3 separate regions of the Sus scrofa genome follow, and regions 2 and 3 are each linked to region 1. A link is a contact called in public HiChIP or PLAC-seq data. All regions are on one chromosome and are shown on one strand. The core of a region is the stretch at or near the end of the contact, and the rest is flanking DNA. Distances in the headings are between cores, read along the strand shown. Region 1 holds the start of RTP4 (receptor-transporting protein 4). Region 2 holds the start of BCL6 (B-cell CLL/lymphoma 6). Region 3 holds the start of ADIPOQ (adiponectin, C1Q and collagen domain containing).

The links. HiChIP or PLAC-seq counts read pairs in DNA pulled down with a chosen protein or histone mark.
Region 2: an H3K27ac HiChIP or PLAC-seq map of alveolar macrophages shows a contact between it and region 1. The contact joins the promoter of BCL6 here to the promoter of RTP4 in region 1. A contact is called at or near these places in 1 of 47 Hi-C or Micro-C datasets (liver) and 1 of 2 datasets of contacts at active chromatin or transcription factors (alveolar macrophages).
Region 3: a contact with region 1 is called in an H3K27ac HiChIP or PLAC-seq map of alveolar macrophages. The contact joins the promoter of ADIPOQ here to the promoter of RTP4 in region 1. A contact is called at or near these places in 1 of 47 Hi-C or Micro-C datasets (embryonic fibroblasts) and 1 of 2 datasets of contacts at active chromatin or transcription factors (alveolar macrophages).

The regions. Positions count from the first base shown.
Region 1 is chr13:125,097,135-125,100,374 of Sscrofa11.1, reverse strand. It overlaps RTP4 (receptor-transporting protein 4), which reads right to left and starts at 1,872. Exons shown (of 3, transcript XM_021070040.1): 1 at 1,401-1,872. The coding sequence starts at 1,582. LOC110256386 (a long non-coding RNA gene) reads left to right here and starts at 362. Exons shown (of 4, transcript XR_002337799.1): 1 at 362-863; 2 at 1,872-2,066.
Region 2 is chr13:125,388,348-125,391,642 of Sscrofa11.1, reverse strand. It overlaps BCL6 (B-cell CLL/lymphoma 6), which reads left to right and starts at 1,780. Exons shown (of 8, transcript NM_001315701.1): 1 at 1,780-1,940. The coding sequence starts at 1,780.
Region 3 is chr13:124,631,986-124,635,419 of Sscrofa11.1, reverse strand. It overlaps ADIPOQ (adiponectin, C1Q and collagen domain containing), which reads right to left and starts at 1,514. Exons shown (of 4, transcript NM_214370.1): 1 at 1,475-1,514.

The sequences.
Region 1 (3,240 bases), core at 623-3,122:
GGTACAGAAAGAGACTTTTACATAGTTCACTGGGTTCCAAGCAGAACAGAATGACTGGTACACGTGCTCTGACCAATGGCTTGAAAGCTGTGTTCCATACAACCCCAGGAGCCTTGCTATAAACAATGGGTTCTGCAGCTAAAAATAATTATATGTAAATATATATGTTCTATAGTATGTAACATATTAACATTTATAAATGTGCTATATATATAGTACTATATGATGAAATATAATGTGCTACATTATATATATAACTTTTATATATATAATGAATATATAATGAATCTTCTCTCATAGAGAATATGTAATTCTATAGTATATATATAGTGCTATATAGTGTAATACAATGTGCTATAATATTATATATTATATATAATATAACACATTATATATATATTTATATAAATATATATATAAAATGAATGCTTCCTCTTTCTCTCATAGAGCGAGAGAGAGCATTTAGTGCCTTATGGGAATGGAGAAGAAGGAACACTTACTCTGCCTAGGAAGACCAGGACACTTGAGTTGGTCCTTGAGGGATGAGTGGGGGGCAGGCAGGGAGGAAAGGGCCTGCTGAACAGACAGAACATCATGGACAAGGGTGTAAAGTCTGGAAATGTATGGCATGGCTAGTAACCCATAAGGAATGGAGCGGAGGACACCTGAGGCAGGATAGAGGCAAGCAGGGAAACAGGATAACAAGTGAGATGAAAAGTGAAGTGAAAGTCCCTGCTTGACATATAAAAAGAGAAGACTTGATTGTCTGGATCAGCAGTTACCACTCTTCTGACTTGGGCAAGGAAGCTAGTTCCTGCAACTTGGAGGCTCATTAGAAATGAAAGAAAGAGCCAGTCATTAAGGTAGGGGCATTACTTAAGAGACGCCAAAAACTAGGTTTTAATTTCTTTCTTGCAGCATCATTCCCTCCTATTATCCTCAGCAAAGTAATGTTCAAAGCCATTGCTTGGATTTAGTCCATCCTTGGGGCTTTAAAGGAAGGCACCACTCCCAGGCTGGTATGGAATAGGACTAGGCTCAGAGGGCTGCTGCAGCCTGGGGAAGCCAGTCAGGGCTTGCGGAGGAGATAGCAGAAGGCCCTAGAAAAGCAGTCTGAAACAAATGAGGTAGTGAGAGAATAGGAGGGCAGATTTATGGCATTTCCTGGAGACTTCCAAAAATACATAGGAAGGAGACCTAGTAAAAGAGGAAACTTCCAGCCGTTGAGCAAAATAGAGGTTTAGAGTCCTAGCATTTCCATCCTAAAGAACACTGTGATTACAAAAGGCTGAAAAGCCTGGTAATGTGTATTCTTTTAACAAGCTCTCAAAAGAATCAGTCAATGCTTAGCTGATCCTCTTGGCTCAGAAAGGCCCGTGGCTTGATAGACTCTCACTCACCTGCCAAAAGCTCTCTGCTGGTATTGCTTCCACCCTAGAGCCACGGAGTTTGGCTGAAGGTTCCCATCCATTTTCAGGGTCCATCTGGCCCGGGGTTTCTCCTGCCAGATCAGTTCTTGAAATGTCTTCTCCCATGTCTCAACATCCGTGATGATTCTCTTGCTCTGAGCTTTGGAATCCATGTTGACTGAGTTAACTTTCGGTTTCCAGCAAGAAGAAGAACAGTTTCAGTTTCTCATCTGGACACACTCCAGTAACTTTTTTTCTTCACTTTAGTTTCAGACTGTTTTGAGTACACAGAGCAAGTTTTTATTCTGAGGACAGGGGGCAGCAGGGATTTGCTAGTTTGTGAACAGATCTTGCCAAGAGATATTTGAGTACAAAGCTGGTCTAACTGTAAGGTATTTTTACATTTTCTTTCTTTCTCTCTCTCTTTTTTCTTTTTTCTTTTCTTTTTTTTTTCCCCACTAGGCAAAGCTCTATGCTCAGCACTGGGATAAGTTACATTGACTCAGAAGCAGTTCCTACCCCCTCCATGGATGCTCATGCCCTCGTGCAAACACTGGGAGTCAGTGCAGGGGAGGATGTGTCCAACGCGTCTCTTATTCCCCTGATGAGTCCTCACCATGGCCCCTTGAAGAAGGGATTATTCCTGGTATTTTTCAGGTGAGTGGCACAGAGAGCCAGGGTACATTGTTCAAAGTCATCCAGCTGGTAAGCAGTGGAAGTGAGGCTTAAACTCAGTCATGTGTGACTCCAGAACCTGCAACTTCTCCAGCCCCCTCCCTACCTGAGGAGAGTTCAGGTGTTTCAGGTTCAAGGTTGGCACTCTGGTGGCAGTGGGAGGAATCATCTTGAAATCATGACCTAGTGATTAGTTCAGTGAGATCTTGTCCTAGTGAAGCAAGACACTAGACTGAATGAAAGGATTATTTAACAGCACCTTTTGCTGTGTAAATTATCATCTAAAGGAGTCTATGAGCAGGTGTGGGAGCCTTTGAATGGCAAAATAGAGACAGTCCCCTTTCCTGAGATGAGGGATTGTGACCAGGTGACCTTTAAAGTAACTTCTAACTCAAAAGAGTCTGCGATTCCAAAAAAAAAAAAAAAAAAAGTATCATGAGTCCCTCAAATAGCTCTGGCTGATACGGAAAGAAACTCTTACGTAGTTCACTGGGTTCCAAGCTGAACAGAATGACTGCAACATGAGCTTTGGCCAGTGGCTTGAAAACTGTTCCATAGAACCTCAAGAGCTCTGTCACTCTGGAGTTGAAATCCAAATGGGGACGATAAGACAAGCAGGATGCTTATATCATTGGTGGCCTCACTATAGTTATCATGTCCTAGGCAGGATGAGCCTAAGTCTTCTCGGGCTTCTTAGATTTTTAACATTCTCTGTCTGGAAGGTAGAAACCCCCTACCCACCCTACCCTCCTAGAATATTCTGTTCTGTTCAGATTTTCTTTGCTTTCATAATGTTACACATTGAGGGCACTTATGTCTATGGATACAATATAGGAAACTCTTATCTGCACAGGTAGTTATAGGAACTTGGAATGGGACTCATGGTTACTAGAACTGGAAATCCTTTAGGAATCAACTTGTTCTCTTTTCCTTCTGATTAGTATATATAAAAAAACAGGAACACAGTGGAAAGAAGTCTCCTGCCCAAGGTCAAACACAAAATCATTGCCAATATAAGGCCAGAACTGAGAGGTTCCACGTCCTATCTCTGAGCTCTGCTCAGCTGCCCCTACCATGCCAGGCCTTTTGCCCACTGGTACTCTCCTACTTTCTTCTGGGTTTAAGAACTCAAGCCCATTCTTTTTATCCTGTATCT
Region 2 (3,295 bases), core at 531-3,030, 290 kb before region 1:
TCAAATGTCGTTTTGTTTCACAGCCCACATGGGATCGTAAATGAGAGTCTTTCACCTATGCTTTGAATTATTTTGTTTTAGGGAAACCAATTTGGAGAGGGTCCATATTTCATGAGTGCTGCCTGGCCAGTTCTCAGCTAAACCACACAGTCAAATCTTTCACCAGCAGGGGGAAGCACAAACTTGGAAGTTTGTAGCACTAGATTTGATCTTAGCCCCAGGAGGCTTGGGAGAGGAAACTTTGCAGGGGTGGGGGTGGGGGGCAAATATTCTGGAGAAAAGAGTAGATATGTCATCTCAGGTTGTATTCAGATTCTTTATTCAGTCTTAAGTGTTTCCTGACAGTCAGGAAATGCTGCCTGGCTGTTTGTCCTGAGCAAGCCATTTGAACCCAAGTCTCAGTTTTGTCATCAGTGAAATAGGGATAAAGAGATTGACCCTGTTGGCCTTGTGGAATCATTTGAAGACTTGAAGGATAATATTTTAGCAGATTTTGAAAAGTGGCCTGAGTTTTTAGGCCTCTGAAGGATCATTCTCATTAATATCGAAAGAATAGTTTTTCTTTTTTTTTTTCTTTACCATAAACCCAACGGCATACATTTCTTACTTTGAGAAAAGAAATACATGTGTGTGTGTGTGTGTGTGTGTGTGTGTGTGTGTATGGATGTATGAAATCGTATTCCCAATACTCGGGGTAAAAAACATTATTATTGCATAGCTTCGAGTGCCTGTTGTTTCCGTAAGAGCCGAGCTGGAAAAAATGTGTGCTAGCTTGTGGTAAAACCGCACCAGCTGGCAGGCTGCAGCTATCAAAGTAAAACTAAATATGTGTGTCCTAAAATAAGACTATAGTGGACAATCTTACATTCATTAAATCAATTTCTGTTTGCTTTTTTCTCTTCCCTGCAGGTTTTAAGCAAAATTTTGGACTGTGAATCAAGGCATTGGGTAAGTAAATTGAATTATATGCTTTAAAATTTTGTGGAGAAACTGTTTCTTTCAAATTTGCCAATGCGTGTGTTTCTGTGAACAGTGCCACTTTTCCTTAGATGAGATAAAGGAGAGTGTGTTGCCTCTCCATCACAGCCAGCCCTGCCCCCAACCCCTTTACCCTGGCATTGGACTATCTTAACACTGTTGTGTGATCATTCATTTCCTTACTCAGTTCTTGGTTCACGCTAATTTCACCACCTACTGTGTACCAGCAATGTGCTTGGTGCTCAAGATACATTCAAATAATTCTGAAGCCTGGTAGAGGAGAGACAGATGGTAGCTAGGATAATGAAATGAGATACTGATGAGAATAGCTGTGATTTATGAGAAATTCCACTAATTTTTACAACCCCATGGGTATTACTACTCCCATTTGGGGGAAACTCAAGCCCAGAAACCATAAAACAAGCTGCTCCAAGTCACACAGCTTGCAAAAGGTATGGCCAACATGCTAACCTTCAAAGCGTGCCTTCTCTCCTCTGTCATACTCATTGCCTCTCAATGCTGGTATCTGGGAAAAAAAAAACAAACAAACAAACCGAAAACATTCATCCAATATTCATTCCCTCCTCTTTCCCTTATAGGGGTTTCTATTAACAAATTGGATAAAGATTATTATCTCATTTTTATAGACGTGGAGAGCAGTGTCCAGACATGGGTCATGAACTGTTCAAAAGCAAACACAAGGGAGCAGGCTGGCCCACCTGCTCTGACACTCCTGGGAAGAAGGAACTAGGTCCTGGAGGAGTAACAGGATTTTAACCTTTTCTTTCAGGTGAAGGAAAAATGGCCTCGCCGGCTGACAGCTGTATCCAGTTCACCCGCCATGCCAGCGACGTTCTTCTCAACCTTAATCGCCTCCGGAGCCGCGACATCTTGACTGATGTTGTCATAGTGGTGAGCCGAGAGCAGTTTAGAGCCCATAAGACGGTCCTCATGGCCTGCAGGTGAGGGATCTGGAAGCAGAAGGCAGATGATGGCTGTAAGGGGTATGCTAGTGCCGGCTGCCAGTGCGGAGCGTGGGGGCCCCATTCCGGGTTTGGGATCACGTCTCCTGTGTCTCCAGATCTTTAGCACTGTCCTGGCAGGGTGGGTTCCCAGGAAGCAAATGAATGACCACACTTTTAGAAAAGAAAGCATTTCTATTCGGTGGGAATAGAGGAGAAGAAATCATATACCATCTCCAGAGATGTGTTTGGGGCAAATCTGGTGAATGACTTCAGTGAACCAGTGAAATAATGAAAAGTGAAAGAGAGTTATAAAATATTTTAAGCAAGTTAATTTGAAATCTTTTGCTCTTTTATTTTCCTGTGATTTTTATTTTATGCCGTGACTATACTTCCACAGGTCTTTCAGAGCATATGTAAGTTGGTGAAAGTGATTGACAAGTATTCCAAGGGTTCAGAGCAGTTTTATGTTACATCATCTCCCTGGATCTTCCTAGTGGCCTGTGTTGTAGGTGGCATGACTAGCTCTGTTTTGTAGATGATAAAATGAAGACATTCATAGGTGAACTGATGTAGAGCCAAGGATCCCAATTGCTAGTAGAGGCTTATTCAACACCTACAACGAGCACTTTTTTTTTTTTTTTTTTTTTTTTTTTACCAGCAGAGAGAACAGAGGTTTATAGAGAGATAAAAAGAATAGATAATGCTCACCAAGTGCTTACCATGTGCCAGGCATCATTCTGTCCCTTTTACATTTTCATTCCTGCCACAACCCTGTAAGATAGACAGCATGTTTCGTGCTGGGCAGATAAGGAAAGCAAGGTGCAGAGCAGTGATGTAACTTACCCAAGGTTGCATAGCTACTTACGGGGTGAAGTCCAGTTCATTTCTGGCTGCTCGCTCAGAAGGAGCAGAATTCAGATGTCAGTCGAGAATTCTGGCCTCTAACTGAGTGCTCTTTCCTCTTCCAGACATCATGGTTCCTGGAGGCATGGCTTGACTTTGACTTGGCTCTCCTTGGAATATGGATCTTGTAATAGTCTATGGACTTTTAGAGAGTCAGTAAACCATAGATGGCAGGCGTCATTTTATTTATTTGTTATCAACACCCAACTGGCTTCTAAAACAAACACTAAGAATTTAAAATTAAGGGTAATGTATTGGAACAAGAAGGAAAATGCTTATCCCAAAGATAGAGACTAAAATAGTTACTACAAATGAGTGCTAAATTTAGCTCTGGTAATCCATGAAGTTAAGACTAAAAGGAATCCAGGTTCTGTGACTTTGGGAAAATCACTTGACTCCTCTGATCTCAGTTTCCCCATTTGTAAAGGGAGACAAGGAGAGAGTCTACT
Region 3 (3,434 bases), core at 265-2,764, 460 kb after region 1:
CTTGACAAGGAGTAGGGGAGCAGCCTGATCTCAGAGCCACCTTAGAAATGACAAGAAGCAAGTCTTGTGTCTCTTTACAACTCCTCAAGAATTAAGGGAGGGAGGCAGCAAGAACAGCCAGTTAAGCTGCATGGCTCCCTTTCCACTGCTCAGCTTCCAGAACAAAGCTGACACCCTCATGTTTCTTTGTGCATATTCTGCCAGTATCAAGGCCCCCCTATTCCCCAACCTTGTCAGGATGAGCCAACCTTACCCCAAATGGATGGAGTTACCAGGAGCGAGGTGGCTGCACCGCTTGCAACGCTTGATCTGAAAATCCAAAACCTCTCCAGGAGTTCCCATCATGGCTCAGTGGTTAACGAATCCAACTGGGAACCATGAGGTTGCAGGTTCGATCCCTGGCCTCGCTCAGCGGGTTAAGGATCCATCGTGGCTGTGAGCTGTGGTGTAGGTCACAGACGCGGCTCAGATCTGGTGGTGTTGTGTTGCAGGCCAGCAGCTACAGCTCTGATTAGACCCCTAGCCTGGTAACCTCCGTATGCCACCGGTGCGGCCCTAGAAAAGAAAAAAAAAAAAAAACGAAAAAGAAAAAAATTCTCCAGAGCAGGGACCCACATCTCCTGACACCCAAGGGCTGGCCTGATCTCTAAAATCCCTCCCACTCAGTCTCTGCATCTATGGCTGCAAACAACCAGGAGGCCACAAGTGCAATGCTCCCTGGGACAAGCAGGATTGGGCTTGGGAAAGGCGGGGCAGATCCAGTTGTTCTGTCAGAGGATGTCTGCTACAAAGAAAATGTTGCATGAGCTCCCTGTACATGGCAGGCCCTGTGCTCACTCTACTTCATTTGAACATCTCAGTCACCTTGTGTGGTACCTCCACATGGGTGCAGACATGCCCATGTTTACAGATACCCCCAAAGCTACAGATAATGACTGGGCCCCACCCATCTTTGTTTCTCACGAACCCTACCCAGAGTCTGGTCCGTTGAATCTGCTCAATAAACACTGCTGACTAGAATCCAGTGGTAGAGTTGAATTCCAAACTCAGTCTCCCCAGGCTGCATCTTCATGTGCTCCTTTCTCTGCCCTACCTGGTCAAGTGGAGAAGCAATTCATCCCCTGCTCCTCTTATCTAAATGGACTTTATCGCTGGACCATGCTTCCTGCTTCACTGACCCCAACATTTTCTTTAGTTAGCCATCTCACCACAGAGTGAATTGGGCAAAATTCAGGATGGTTCCAGGCATCCTGATCACAATGAACAATTCCCTTTTCTCTAGGAGCCGTGGGGAAATTAAGGAAGAAACCCAAGGCCAGTCTGCCTCCACCAGGGCTGCCCTGGCCAGGGTTTTGCCTATATCACCTCCCCACCCTGCCACGATGGGGAAAGCATGAGCACGCCCCAACCCCAGGTTCCCTTTCGGGACAGCCACCTTTACCTACAGCCTGGAATTCCAATCACTTGTCCTTACCCTCAGGTGTGGAATCAGAGCCACAGACTGCAGTCAGGATGGAAATGAGGAGAAGGTGGCCCAGCCTCTGCAGCCTGGTACTCATGGGGAAGGCAGTCCCCACCTCGAAATTGTTGCTTCCCATTGGCCAGCGTGCTGAGGCCCAGAGACCAGTGGGTGGGCTCACACCCCTGGCGGCTGCTTCAGGTCTCCACCCTGGGGAACCTGGTGCAACCCAGCTCCAGCTTGGGAAGCCAAGTGGGGCTTCAGTCACCACACTCACGTTTCCAGGCCTCGGCCCTTAGACTTGCCTCCTATAACAGGGACAGAAAATGGGGCCAAGGGTCAATACTAGAGGCAGGAAAACAATATATTTCCTTATGTAAAATTAATGGCCTGGTGGTCCAGGAGACCTCCCTCTCCCCAGAGATTTGCTCTAATAAGTCCAGGGAACCAATTACACCATCACACTCATTGTGCACGACAGGGAAAAGGAAATGAAATATAGCAAGAAATACAATGCATCCTTCACTTTCTGGCCTGAACTCCAGACTGGGGGAAGACTTTGCATGTTAATTTGGAGAACTGATGTGAGGAGATGTTTCTGAGGCAGTATAAGGCAGGGCCAGATTAAAACCATTGAAAGGCCCTGAATTCCAAAAGATGTTGGAGCCCTCCTTGTGTGGGATTCAAATTAAATATATCGGAAAAACATTTATTAAATAGAATATTAGAATATCGTCTTTCACTGTTTTTTGTTGCCAAAACTCTGGAGATGTTTTTGAAAACCAACTTTTTTTTTTTTTTTTTTTTTTTTTTGCCATTTCTTGGGCCGCTCCCGCGGCATATGGAGGTTCCCAGGCTAGGGGTCGAATCGGAGCTGTAGCTGCCGGTCTACACCAGAGCCATAGCAATGCTGGATCCGAGCTGCGTCTGCAACCTATACCACAGCTCATGGCAACGCCGGATCTGAAAACCAACTTTTTATATATGTGTGTGAAGTGCTCCTTTTTCCAATGTCTGATGCCTGGGCCTGATCCACCTACTGGTGAACGCTGCTCTGGGCTGGAAGTGGCCTGGAGGCCCGGCGGCTCTAACCCACATCATTGTCTCTAGAAGGCTTAGGCTTAAAGTGGCAACGTTCATCACCTTGGACTCTTTTTGACAACTCCACATTCCATTTTTGAACGGCAGCATCAGAGCCAGTTCCTGCAAGCCACAGATTCTGATGCATTAAATCATGACGCCAGCAAAGGCTCAGGACCCCAGCAACAACTTCTGCAAGGCATTCAGAAACAGAATTTCTCAGGCAGAGTCTGGACGAGCCTGCCCCTAAATACCACCTCTGCTGGCCACACAGAGCCTAAAAGTCTACCAGCAAAGTCAAGTCCAATCTAAAGCTTCGTCTCCTGCTAATATGCAAGTATGTCCAGAAAAGCCCAGTAGGACTTTGAGATTGGAGTCACGAGTCTCTTCTCAAGAGCCCACTGGCTCAGTGAAGCGACTTACGAAAATTAGGTTCTAGTTTATTAGATATGTTGCACTCAGGAGAAAACAGAAACTGTGACAATTCTTGGTTACGCCAGTGTTTTATTTTTACTATGGTATCGTATTTATTTGGGGTTTGTTCCACCATGTGTCTTTCCTTCCTCAAATGTAAACTTCATGAGAGCAAGTGCCTTGCCTGTTCAATGGTTTGTCCCCAAGCCCCTAGAATAAGATCTGGTATGAGATGGGCAGTGATAAATGCTGAATCAAAAATAAGAGAGTAATGGAACTCCACATTGGGAGTTAAGAACCTGACAAGTATCTGCGAGGCTACGGGTTTGACCCCTGGCCTTGCTCAGTGGGTTAAGGATTCGGCATTGCCACAATCTATTCTAAACTGAGGCATAGGTTGCAGGTGTGGCTCGGATCTGGTGTTGCTAGTTGCTGTGGCTGCAGCTCTGATTCAACCCCTAGCCCAGAAACTTCTATGTGC